2 separate regions of the Mus musculus genome follow, and region 2 is linked to region 1. The links are chromatin contacts, called in public Hi-C maps. All regions are on one chromosome and are shown on one strand. The core of a region is the stretch at or near the end of the contact, and the rest is flanking DNA. Distances in the headings are between cores, read along the strand shown.

What was found. A called contact is a pair of places that touch in the nucleus more often than the background predicts.
Region 2: a contact with region 1 is called in a Hi-C map of CD8 T cells, with 2.1 times the contacts expected there. The contact joins the enhancer-like site here to the promoter of Dok4 in region 1. A contact is called at or near these places in 2 of 39 promoter capture datasets (embryonic stem cells and hippocampal neurons), 5 of 484 Hi-C or Micro-C datasets (CD8 T cells, the G1E-ER4 cell line and cortical neurons), 4 of 115 datasets of contacts at active chromatin or transcription factors (effector CD8 T cells, embryonic stem cells, forebrain and 1 more) and 3 of 9 other capture datasets (adipose tissue, liver and pancreatic islet).

What each region holds. Positions count from the first base shown.
Region 1 is chr8:94,873,761-94,879,212 of GRCm38.p6, reverse strand. It overlaps Dok4 (docking protein 4), which reads left to right and starts at 2,901. Exons shown (of 9, transcript NM_053246.3): 1 at 2,901-3,082.
Region 2 is chr8:94,952,994-94,958,378 of GRCm38.p6, reverse strand. No RefSeq gene overlaps it. Among named protein-coding and RNA genes, the nearest start is that of Gm30968, 21 kb to the left of the region's middle. Within about 2 kb of position 3,033, at least 98 of the 459 cell types and tissues checked have an H3K27ac peak or open chromatin away from gene starts, as enhancers often do. A contact at or near this core is called in CD8 T cells, the G1E-ER4 cell line, adipose tissue and 2 more, where this site is marked.

The DNA of each region.
Region 1 (5,452 bases), core at 1,652-4,151:
ACCACCCAAATCCTTTAAAAAACCAAAACCAAAACCAAAACAAAACAGGGGGCTGTAGAGATGGCTCAGCAGTTAAGGGCACTGACTGCTCTTCCAGAGGCCATGAGTTCAATCCCCAACAACCACCTGATGGCTCACAACCATCTGTAATGGGATCTGATGCCCTCTTTGGGTACGTGTGAAGATAGGTCACTCATATACATAAACACACACACATACACAGAAAAAGTAGGGAAGAGAATACATTACATATATGGTAAGAGGTAAAGAACAGAGAAAATATTTGCAGACCACATATTCAAAAGAGGTCCAGTACTTCCAATATGTTAAGAACTCTCAAAAGTCAACAACAAACCACAATGAGATATAACTTTTCATTGTCACAAAGCCCCCCAAACTGAAAAGGTAGTGATGAAATCAAATGCTGGAGAGCATGGGATAAATTACTCCTTTGTTGCAGCTAGGAAGGTTAAAGGATATAACTATTGCATTGGCAATTAAAAAGTAGTCTAAAAGAGTGAGTTCCAGGACAGCCAGGATTCACAATGAAACCCTGTCTCAAAAAGCCAAACAAACAAACAAATAAATAAATAAATAGTGACAACCTGTAATTACACAGCTCAGAACTATGTCTGTAGCATTTACCCAAGAAGGATGGCATGAGTTTACACAGAAACCTATTCACAACATCCATAGCAGAAAACCTGGAGACAACCCAGATGTCCTTGAATGGTGCATGAATAAACAGATGGTGGTACACCCATACAGCAGAATGCTGGAATACAATACAATACAACCACCAAAGCAGCTATGGATTCATGCTGTGGCTTGACTAAACTGAGCAAGATGCTCTCTCTGGACACATAACTGATAAATCCAGCTATTCCAGAGGCTGAGGCAGGATTACACATTTAAGGCTGGCCTGGACTACGCAGTAAGTTCAAGGCCAGTCTGGGTATTGAGAGCCTGTCTTGAAATAGAAAGTAAAAACTAAGGCTGGGATGTAGCTCAGTGGTAGAGCCCTTGCCTACCATCTGAGAGGCCCTGGGTTCAGTCACCACTAACAAAAGTTACCAAGTGAAAAACCACCAGGGATTACACTTTTTATGATTCCAGCTGTGAAACCTTCGACCAGCTGTAGAAATGGGGAACCCCAAGATGTCCCCCAGGGTTACTGAGGAGAGAAAGGAAGGGGGCAGAGGGACACTTTTGCGGATATAGAAACTCCCTATGGTGACTTCAAGTTGCTAACGTTCAGGGTAGGAAAACATCAGGGACTCAGATTGACTCTGTGTCAGACCATCCACCCGCATGTGGATCTACAAACAGATTTATAAGTGTAAAGCCAAAAATTAGATACAAATTTGGGTATGGTGGCACTTGGGAGGCAGAAGAAGGCAGGTCAAGGCCAACCTGGTCTATACATCCAGTTCCAGGACTGCTAGAGAAATCCTGTGTCAAAAAAAAAGGAGGAGAAAGAGGAAGAGGAGGAGAAGAAGAAAGAAAGAAAGAAAGAAAGAAAGAAAGAAAGGAAGGAAGGAAGGAAGGAAGGAAGAAAGAAAGAAAGAAAGAAAGAAAGAAAGAAAGAAAGAAAGAAAGAAAGAAAGAAAAGGGAATTAGCACAGTGGGTAGAAGTAGATATTGAGTAAAAATTTTGAAAGAGAATGAAGTTTAGGAATCCCACTTAGAGATGATACTTCTAAATTTCATTATATTATTACAATTAATTTGCAGTTCAGGGGATTGAACCTAGAGAAGGTTCCTTCCTTCCTTCCTTCCTTCCTTCCTTCCTTCCTTCCTTCCCTCCCCCCTCCTCTCTCTCTCTCTTTCTTTTCTTCTTTCTTTCTTTCTTTCTTTCTTTCTTTCTTTCTTTCTTTCTTTCTTTCTTTCTTTCTTTTTGTTTCTTTCTTTCTCCCCCCCTCTCTTTTTCTTTCTTTCTTAAGTAGGATCTCACTAAGGCTGGCCTTGAACTCATCAGCTTCCTGCCTCAGCATGGGATTATAGACAAGTACTACTAGGCCAGGCTAAGAGGCCTCTTTTTGTTGAAACTCTCTTTTTTTCTCTGTGGCCATACAGCTTCTCTAGCAGTGTCCCAGGATGAAAGCAGTTCACTCTGAGGGCTTGAGAGCTGAGGACTTTATGAGCTGCTGTTTGAAGTAAAGCAGAGGGTCAAGTTTGGAAGCTGCATGGGAAGGTCAGGAGGTCATGGGAAGGTCAGGAGGTTCAGTTTAGCATCCAGGAAGAAGAAAGCCATTTCCTGTCCTATAGCCCCGTGGCTTCCACTTAACACACACTTTAGTGACAATCCTGGGACATTTTAAGCGGACAGAAAATGGCTCCTTTACTTTGCTGGACAAGGCTGAGTCTCTAGTGTTCCGGCAGAGGGGGTGGGGAGGTAGGGTTGGGAGGATACGGGGCAGGGGATATACATGCGTGGGTACTGGGTTCTTGATTCCTTCATGCATTAGGCTAATCTCTCACAGAGTGCAGCTGAGTGTGCGATTGGGGAAGTGGGGCAGGTACTGAGCAGGACTGGATGGTAGCAAAGTGTATGTCTAGCAGGGTACTGACTCTTGATGTTGGGAGGTGAGGTTCAAGGACTGGGAGTTGATATAGGGTTCAGCCTCCAGCAGATGCAAGACCACGTGGGTTTGAGTTTTAGAGCTCAGGGAGGAGCTGGTGCGACTGAGGTGGGTACTAGAAGTGAGCAGAGGGCTAGACTGCCAGGCGGAAATTTCTGTCCTAGTAATAAGACTTTGGCAGGACTCCGGGACGAGGCGTGGCTCCGAGAAGGGGCGTGGCACGATGCCAGGGATGGGCGGGGGCGTGGCGGTGGGGCGTGGCGCGGCGCCAGGGCGGCGCGGGGCGTGGCCTCAAGGGGCGTGGCGTCGCGGATCAGCAGAACCAGCTACCTCCCGAGTCTCCTCTGGATCCGGAGCTGGCGGCTGCGCTTCACTTCTAGCTTACAACCAGAGCCGCGCGCCGCCACCCTACCTTCCCCTCCCGGCCGCGCCGAGACGCGGGCATGAGCCCGCCCCGCGTCCCGCGGAGCCAGCGCCCCGGCCCGGGCCTCGGCGCCTAGGTAAATAGGGGAATACGAAGCGCGGGGGGGGGGGGGGATCCCTAGGCCTCACCGAGACGTGAGACTCCCGCAACTCTCATCCTGGGGCGCCTGTGGTCACCTCCGGAGCCCGCGGGCTCTCCCAGCTATGGGAGCGTCCTACTTTAAGGAAGGAGGACTCAGACGCGCCTCTCGAAGCCAGCGAGACCCTGAAACTCCCTGAGCCGTCCTCAACCAGCTCCCATCTCTAGGAAGCGCAGGTGTGAGTCTTACCTCACCTGTATTCCCCATGTAACCCATCAGAGAAACCCAGATCCCCGGTTCCCTGAGCCTCTTCCCGGAAGCAGCCTTCCTCGCCTTCCTGCTCCCCAAATTCCAAGAGACACTTTCCTTTTACTGCCTATCCGACCTGCAAGTGGCATTCCTATTCATTGCAGTCCTCCGGGCTAGCAGCCTCCTGCCTTAAAACCTTTCTCCTCTGGCTCTGGGAGTCTGTACACATTCTTTTGGAGACAGCTATCTGTCACAGCATAAGGACCGGAGTGGAGCCTTGGGCAGTCGGGAGTTCTGTGCAATCTGCCTGCGTGGAGCGGTGGGAGCAAAACAATTGCCAGACACTTGGATGGAGGGCTTTGATAAGACAGGGCAGCCAGGGGCCAGGTGTCAGCTCCAGCACATTCCAACAGCCTCCAGGGGCTGCGCTTCCTGCACATTCTTTGAGGGCCCTTTTCGGAGAAATGCAGGCTGCTGTGTAGGTATCCCAGGTAGGTCCCAGGAGCTGTGTCCCTCTCGCTCTGCTGCTAGTCTCTGTGCCTGGGTGCTGGGTATTCCTGGGCAGGGCACCAGGCTGGATGTGACCTCATCCAACAACCCCAGCCAAGGTGGGGCCCCTAGCCAGGCTCAGACAGTGTCAGCAGCAGCACAAGTCCCCTGAGGCAGCTTTGAACAAACTGTGGATCACGGACCCGGCTGGTTCTCCTGGACTTTGCTGGTCTTGCCAGTTGGCACCGAGATGTGGAGAAGTGGGAGCCCGCTGCCGCTTACACTCTCTGGAAGCAGAGCTGATAATGGTGTTGAAAGGATGGGGACAATGCTAGATATAATTAGTGTCCCTCCCTAGATTGGCATCCACTCTGTCCTTTATCAGTGTCCTGGTCACTGGGATGGAGCTATAGCTAGATAGAAGGGGCTTGGGAACTGTCATTGTAGGTGTCCCTACATGGCCAAGTGACAGATGAAGGAACCGGGAACATCAAATCTCATAGTGACATGTGACAGACTGAAACACTGGATGTTGAGAGACAGCTAATTAGCAAGGCCAGGGTGTCAGGAGGGCCTGAAGGAGGAGGCAGATTTTCAGCGGAGCTCCAAATGAGGCAGTGGAATATACTTGAGACCATGGGAGGGAGTTTAGTTAGAGGCAGGAAAAAGCAAGCGCAGTGAACTTTACTGAGAAGGCTTTATGTACTGAGAGGTGGCAGGGTACCAGGGGAGAACAGACAGCAGTGGTATGAGGCATTGGACCACATTGCTGGGGACCATGAGTGTTCAGATGTCCTGACCCCCCCATGTTCGCTCTGCCTGGTTCAGTACTTGTGGCTGGCTCTCCTTGGACCAAACCTTCTGGGGCTTAGGGATCTATGGAAGCGCCCCCTGCTGGTCGCAGACAGCAACCACACAGGGATGGGGCAGTTGGTAGTTAAGGTGGAGACAACCCACCTGCAATCAAATCTCTGCTGTGAAGTGAAAACAGACCGAGGACGGTGAGATAGTGTCCAGGTAGGGCTGATTTGCAGCCCTGATAAGATCAGATCTGTCAAGGGTGGGGCAGCCTGGCCAGGCAGGACTCAGGCTCTGTGGTGTTTGTTCTCGAGCCAAGGCCTCCAGGCAGGGTTCTGGGAGGGAGCATTTAGTGCAGCCTATGGGGCAGGTGGGTAGGGAGGGCTCTAGAACGCCTCCTGTATCCTCCCTACAGGATGCTGCCCTGGCTGGGAAGGGCAGCAGTGTGTGTTGTCCAGTTTTGCTGTTTGTGGTAGCTTGGACTAAGGCAGCTACTATCCCTCCAGGAATAGCCATCCACATTGATACTACTAGGATAGAGGAGAGGTGGGTGGGAGGCTTAACCCTAAAACCATGAGAATGGCTACTGGAAACCCATCTCGCCCATTTAGTATACAGTACTCAAAGACTTCATGTCCAAAGCTGAGGGTGCCACACATTTGGAGGGATCTGTCCCTCTGTGAGAGACTAGTAGTGGCCATGGATAGGTAGGGTTTTTTTTTTTTTTTTCCTGCCCTTACTTATTGGCTGTTGAGCCTTCGAGGGGGGGCTTGGGGCAGATTGGGGATTACTTTCTGTTTAAAATCTTGTACTAAGTCTTGGTAGGGGGTG
Region 2 (5,385 bases), core at 1,784-4,283, 79 kb before region 1:
GGCTCCAAGTTGCTCCTAACCCTGTGGAGACTCTGAATCTTTTGCTGGGGAAAATATAATCTAGACCCTCAAACTCAGCAACAAACAGGAAAAAAAATACTCTCTTTGTCTCCTCCCTTCTTTTTCTTCTTTCCCTCCTCCTTTCCCTCCCCTTCTGATGTTCTTAGCAAACTATTAGCAGACTAACTCTAGTTCCAATGAAAAGACATTGTCTAATTGAGTTCCATTCAACCAAGGCAAGAGAGGAAAATGACTGTGGCCGTGGCAGGAACAGATCCTTCCGAGATCCACTTTGAAGAGGAAAATTAAAGTAATCACTACAATATATCCAAGAGAAGTGTGGGTTGAAATTTGACATTATTCATACTCTTTATTTTTGGGGGCTTGTTGAGATTGGACCTTTTTATGCAGCTCAGGCTGGTCTCGAACCCATAATTCTGATTCAGCTTAATTCTATTGCCAGAGGGTGGTGGTACACACTTTTAATCCCTCAGGAAGCAGAGGCAGTTAGATCTCTGAATTCAAGGCCAGTCTAGTTTGTAGAGCAAGGTCCAGGACAGCCAGAGTTACACAGAGAAACCCTGTCTCAAAAAAACAAAACAAAACAAAATCATTCACTATCATACCCAACCCATTCAAGATTAAAAAAAAAAAAATAGCAATCAGAAACAGAACGGAACTTCCTAAATCTGACATTTTAAATGAAAAAAGAAGAAAAGAAGCCCCAAAACACCTCATCAACTATACCTTCAGATGAAACCATCAAGAACTTTCCCTTGGGACTGGAGAGATGGCTCAGCGGTTAAGAGCACTGACTGCTCTTTCAGAGGTCCTGAGTTCAAATCCCAGCAACCACATGGTGGCTCACAAACATCCGTAACAAGATCTGTCGCCCTCTTCTGGAGTGTCTGAAGACAGCTACAGTGTACTTACATATAATAAATAAATATTAAAAAAAAAAGAAGAACTTTCCCTTGAGATTTGCCGTGAGATAAAGAAGCCTGCTGTCACCTTAGAGTCCTAGGAGCAGAGGTTAGGCTAGGAGGCAGAGAGCTTGCTCAGCATGGGCAAGGCCCTGGGTTTGATTCCCAGCACTAACACCAATACACATGCACATGCACACACACACATGCATACATACATGCACACACATGCACATATACACACATGCATATACATATAATACATATACATACATATATACACACATACATACACACACGCACACATAACACATATATACACGTACACACATGCCTATACACATACATACACACATGCATATACACATACACACTTACATACACAATACACACATGCATACATACATAATACATACACATATATATACACATACACACTACATACATACATAATACACATATATACACACACATGCATATATACACTACATACATACATATACATATATACACACACATACACATGCATATACACATACATACATACACACATGCATATACACACACATACATAAACATACATACATACATACATACATACATTCATACACACATACATACATACACACATGCACACATACACACATAGTGCTGGAAAACAAAACAATAAAGGACTGATAAGAAAGAAAGAAAGAAAGAAAGAAAGAAAGAAAGAAAGAAAGAAAGAAAGAAAGGAAGGAAGAGAGAGAGAAAGAAAGAAAGAAAGAAAGAAAGAAAGAAAGAAAGAAAGAAAGGAAGGAAGGAAGAAAGAAAGAAAGAAAGAAAGAAAGAAAGAAAGAAAGAAAGAAAGAAAGAAAGAGAAAAAAACCCGAGAAGATAAAATCAGCTTCATCCCTCATCAAGATATTCTGAGTACATAAAAAAACCCCAAAAGAACCCACATGCAAAGCACTGGGCAGGTTTTCTAGTGTGTGTGTGTGTGTGTGTGTGTGTGTGTGTGTGTGTGTGTTGGCTAATGTTGGTTTCAACTTGACACACCTGGGAAAAGAGGACTTCAAAAGAAGAAACTTTCTAAATAGGACTGTGGTTATAGCCAAATGGTAGCATTTCCTAGTATGCACAAAGCCCCAGTACAGTAGGGAGATGGGCATGGAGGGAGGGAGGGAGAGAGGGAAGGAGGGAGGGAGGGAGGGGAGGAGGGAGGGAGGCTTCTCAAGCAGGCAAAGCCATACTTCATGGTTTAGGAATGTAGACACAGGTGGCAAAGTTGATATAAAACCAGGGGGACTTTTCTAAAGACTGAAACAATGCTCCGCTCTGATGCAGGGGCATTGTGGAAAGAGGACAGAGTCTGCCAGGGTGGCACCTCTTTCTTCACAAGGGTGGTGCTGACATGTGGTTTGCTGATTATTTTTGTTAAACAATATATGTACCCTGCATATTCTCTCACAAGTTCCAGCACTCGGGAGACAGAGGCAGATCTCTGTGAGTTCAAGGCTAGCCCAGGCTACATAGTGAGTTCCAGGACAGTCAAGGCTACCTACTGAGATCCTGTCTTAAAACAAACAAACAAAAATAAATAAATAAATAAATAAATAAATAAATAAATAAATAAATAAATGAAAACAAATAAATAAAGGGTAATCCTTACATTTGGGAGGTGGAAGCAGGAGGATGAGTTTAAAGCCTGCTTCAGCTACACAGCAAGTTCAAGTTCAAGTTCAAGCAGTCTGTGCTGGGACAGGGGGACCATAAACAACCTTCCACTGCAGCCCAGACAGTGAGGACCCCTGATGACATCTTTTAAGAACAGTGGTCATGGGACACTAGGACTGCTTGGTGATAGCATGATATGAAAGGCAAGCCAAGGTCAGAGGCTGCCTGAGTAGAGAGCTCTCAATGCAACAGTCACTTCCACCCAAGGACATCAAGTCATGCAAAGGACTTACAAAGGACCACTAAAGGTGTGCCTTTTTAAACATCCACACAGATCCATTTTTATTTCTTATTTCTTTGGGTTTTTAAAAGACTTTTAATTTAAAATATATGTGCCTATACGTCTGTATGAGCAACGCATGTGCCACATGAACGCAGGATCCCACAGAAGCCAGAAGAGGGTGCCAGAGCACCTGGAGCGGCCCAATGTGGCTATGAGGAACTAAAACTAAGCTCCTATCTTCTGGGAGAGAAGCAAGTGCCTTTAACCACAGAGCCATTTCTCCGACCCCTAGAGAGTCCCTTTCTAAATGATTCATCACTAATCGCTAGTGCTCTCCCCCTCACTGTTTAAATATTTGCTCATACTCCAAGTTTCATTCCTACAAAAGAGGAGGAAACTGTGGGCCACTTAGGGTTCCTGCCCTTGTATTTCCCTTCTCCCTGTCCTGTCGACTGAGCCCTTCCATTCCAGCTATAAGGAGCCCTGTGACAGGAGTGGGCGTCACACCAGAGAGGTGTTGACCTTCACCCTGATAGAAACGGCTCTTCTGGGAGCAAGCAGTTTCCAGACTGAGGAAGTTCAGGCTGCTACTCTTATTCAAACCTCCTTTTGCATGTTTCGAGAGATTCGGTTGTGTGTCTGTGCTTCCCCATAGACTGCCTGGTCTTGGCTGTGCAGAAGGCACCCAGCTGAAGCATTCACAGAAGCCGTTTTTCTCCCTGTGGGCGATGTTGGGGATTTGTACTTTGCCGTTACTTTAATTGTTTTTTCTATTAATGTGTGTGTTGTAGGGATGATGTGTGTGGGCATGGGGTGGTCATAGAAGCCACCGGATGCAAGTGGAGGTCAGAGTCCGTTCTTACCTTCTGCCTTTGTGTGGTCATTTGTGGTATTATTTGGCTCTGGTCCCAGGTAGCTGGGATTCCTGTTACAGTCCCTTGCATGGCAGGTCTGTGAGGATGCTGTAACTGCCATGCAGCTTGTGTGGCCACGTGCCCCTCTGTCAGAGTCTGCGACTACAATGACTGTGGCCGAGTTCCAAGATGCCATTCCCACTTCGTCAGTCCTCACTGGACCCCACAAGGCACAGCTTGGGCTGGTGTTCTTGGTGTCCAGAGTTCAGTAGCTCCGGGATGCTTACAGGAGGGTTGTGGCACCACAGGGCTTTAGTGTGAGCCTGAGTGAGAGGGTAACGTGGATTCTGCTCCTCACCCTTTGGTTTTACGTTGGCTGTTGTGACTGCTTGTCACTGCCTCAGCATTAAAATGCCAGAAATGACCTAGTCATTGCTCTCTTCCCTGACCTGGCTCCCAAGCGCCCCCCTCCCTCCATCACTTATCACAGTGAATTCTGTTTTTGCATCTGTCTCAGCCAGCTGCACAGCCTCACAGGAGATACATCTGAGTTTATATCCATTTCCTGTCCTGTGTTTGACTGTAGCAAACCCAGAGAAGAAGTATCTGTAGTGGTGGCAACTCTGCACAACTAACCTGCTTTGTCCCAAGTCACCCACACTTCCATAGGCAGGCCTTAGCTGAGCCTCTTGCAGGGGTGTGGCTCAGCACCCTACCATGGAGATGTCAGAGTTGTGTGGTGACAAAGAGGACTTGAGGACACAATAAGTCTGGGCTGAGTTAGGTTCTGTCGGGGACAAACCTAAACCCAGCAGTCAACCACCTCACTGGCGACCTCATCAGGGACTGGGTGAAAAGGGACTTTCCACTGAGTGCTAACCCTGTGCCTGACACATCTCCTCCTTTGGGTAGAAACTCACCATGAAGTTCTCCAAGGGGAAACCGCTCTAGAGCAAGAGACAGGTACTAAGGCTTGCTCTGGGTGGAGACCGTTCTGGCTGGTCAGTGGGCTCCTGAAGTTCTCTGAAAGGGTCTTGAAGAGGATAGGATGAAGGGAGCAAATCAGCATGAATACACACACACACACACACACACACACACACACACACACATACACACACATATATATACATACATATATATGCATATATACATACATACACACAGAGATAGATAGATAGATAGATAGATAGATAGATAGATAGATAGATAGATAGATAGATAGATAGATAGATAGATGAACATATATGCATCTTAGGGTAAGGTCATTATTTGCCCTGGAGAGAAAGAACACCATACACAACACTTGTTTACCTCTCTCTCCTGGGATCCTGTTTTAATCAGGGTTTCTACTGCAGTGATGAAACACCATGACTAAAATGCAAGTTTGGAAGGAAAGGGTCCATTTACCTTCCACTTCCACATCACTGTTTACAACTGAAAGGAGCAGGACAGGAACTCAAACAGAGCAGGATGCTGGAGGCAGGAATTGATGCAGAGGCCACGGAGGGGTGCCACTTACTGACTTGCTTTCCCTGACTTGCTCAGCTTGCTTTCCTGTAGAACCCAGGACCACCAGCCCAGGAATGTCTCCAGCCACAATGGGCTGGGCTCTCCTCCATCAATCACTAATTAAGAAAATGCCTTTCAGCGGGATCTTAAGAAGGCA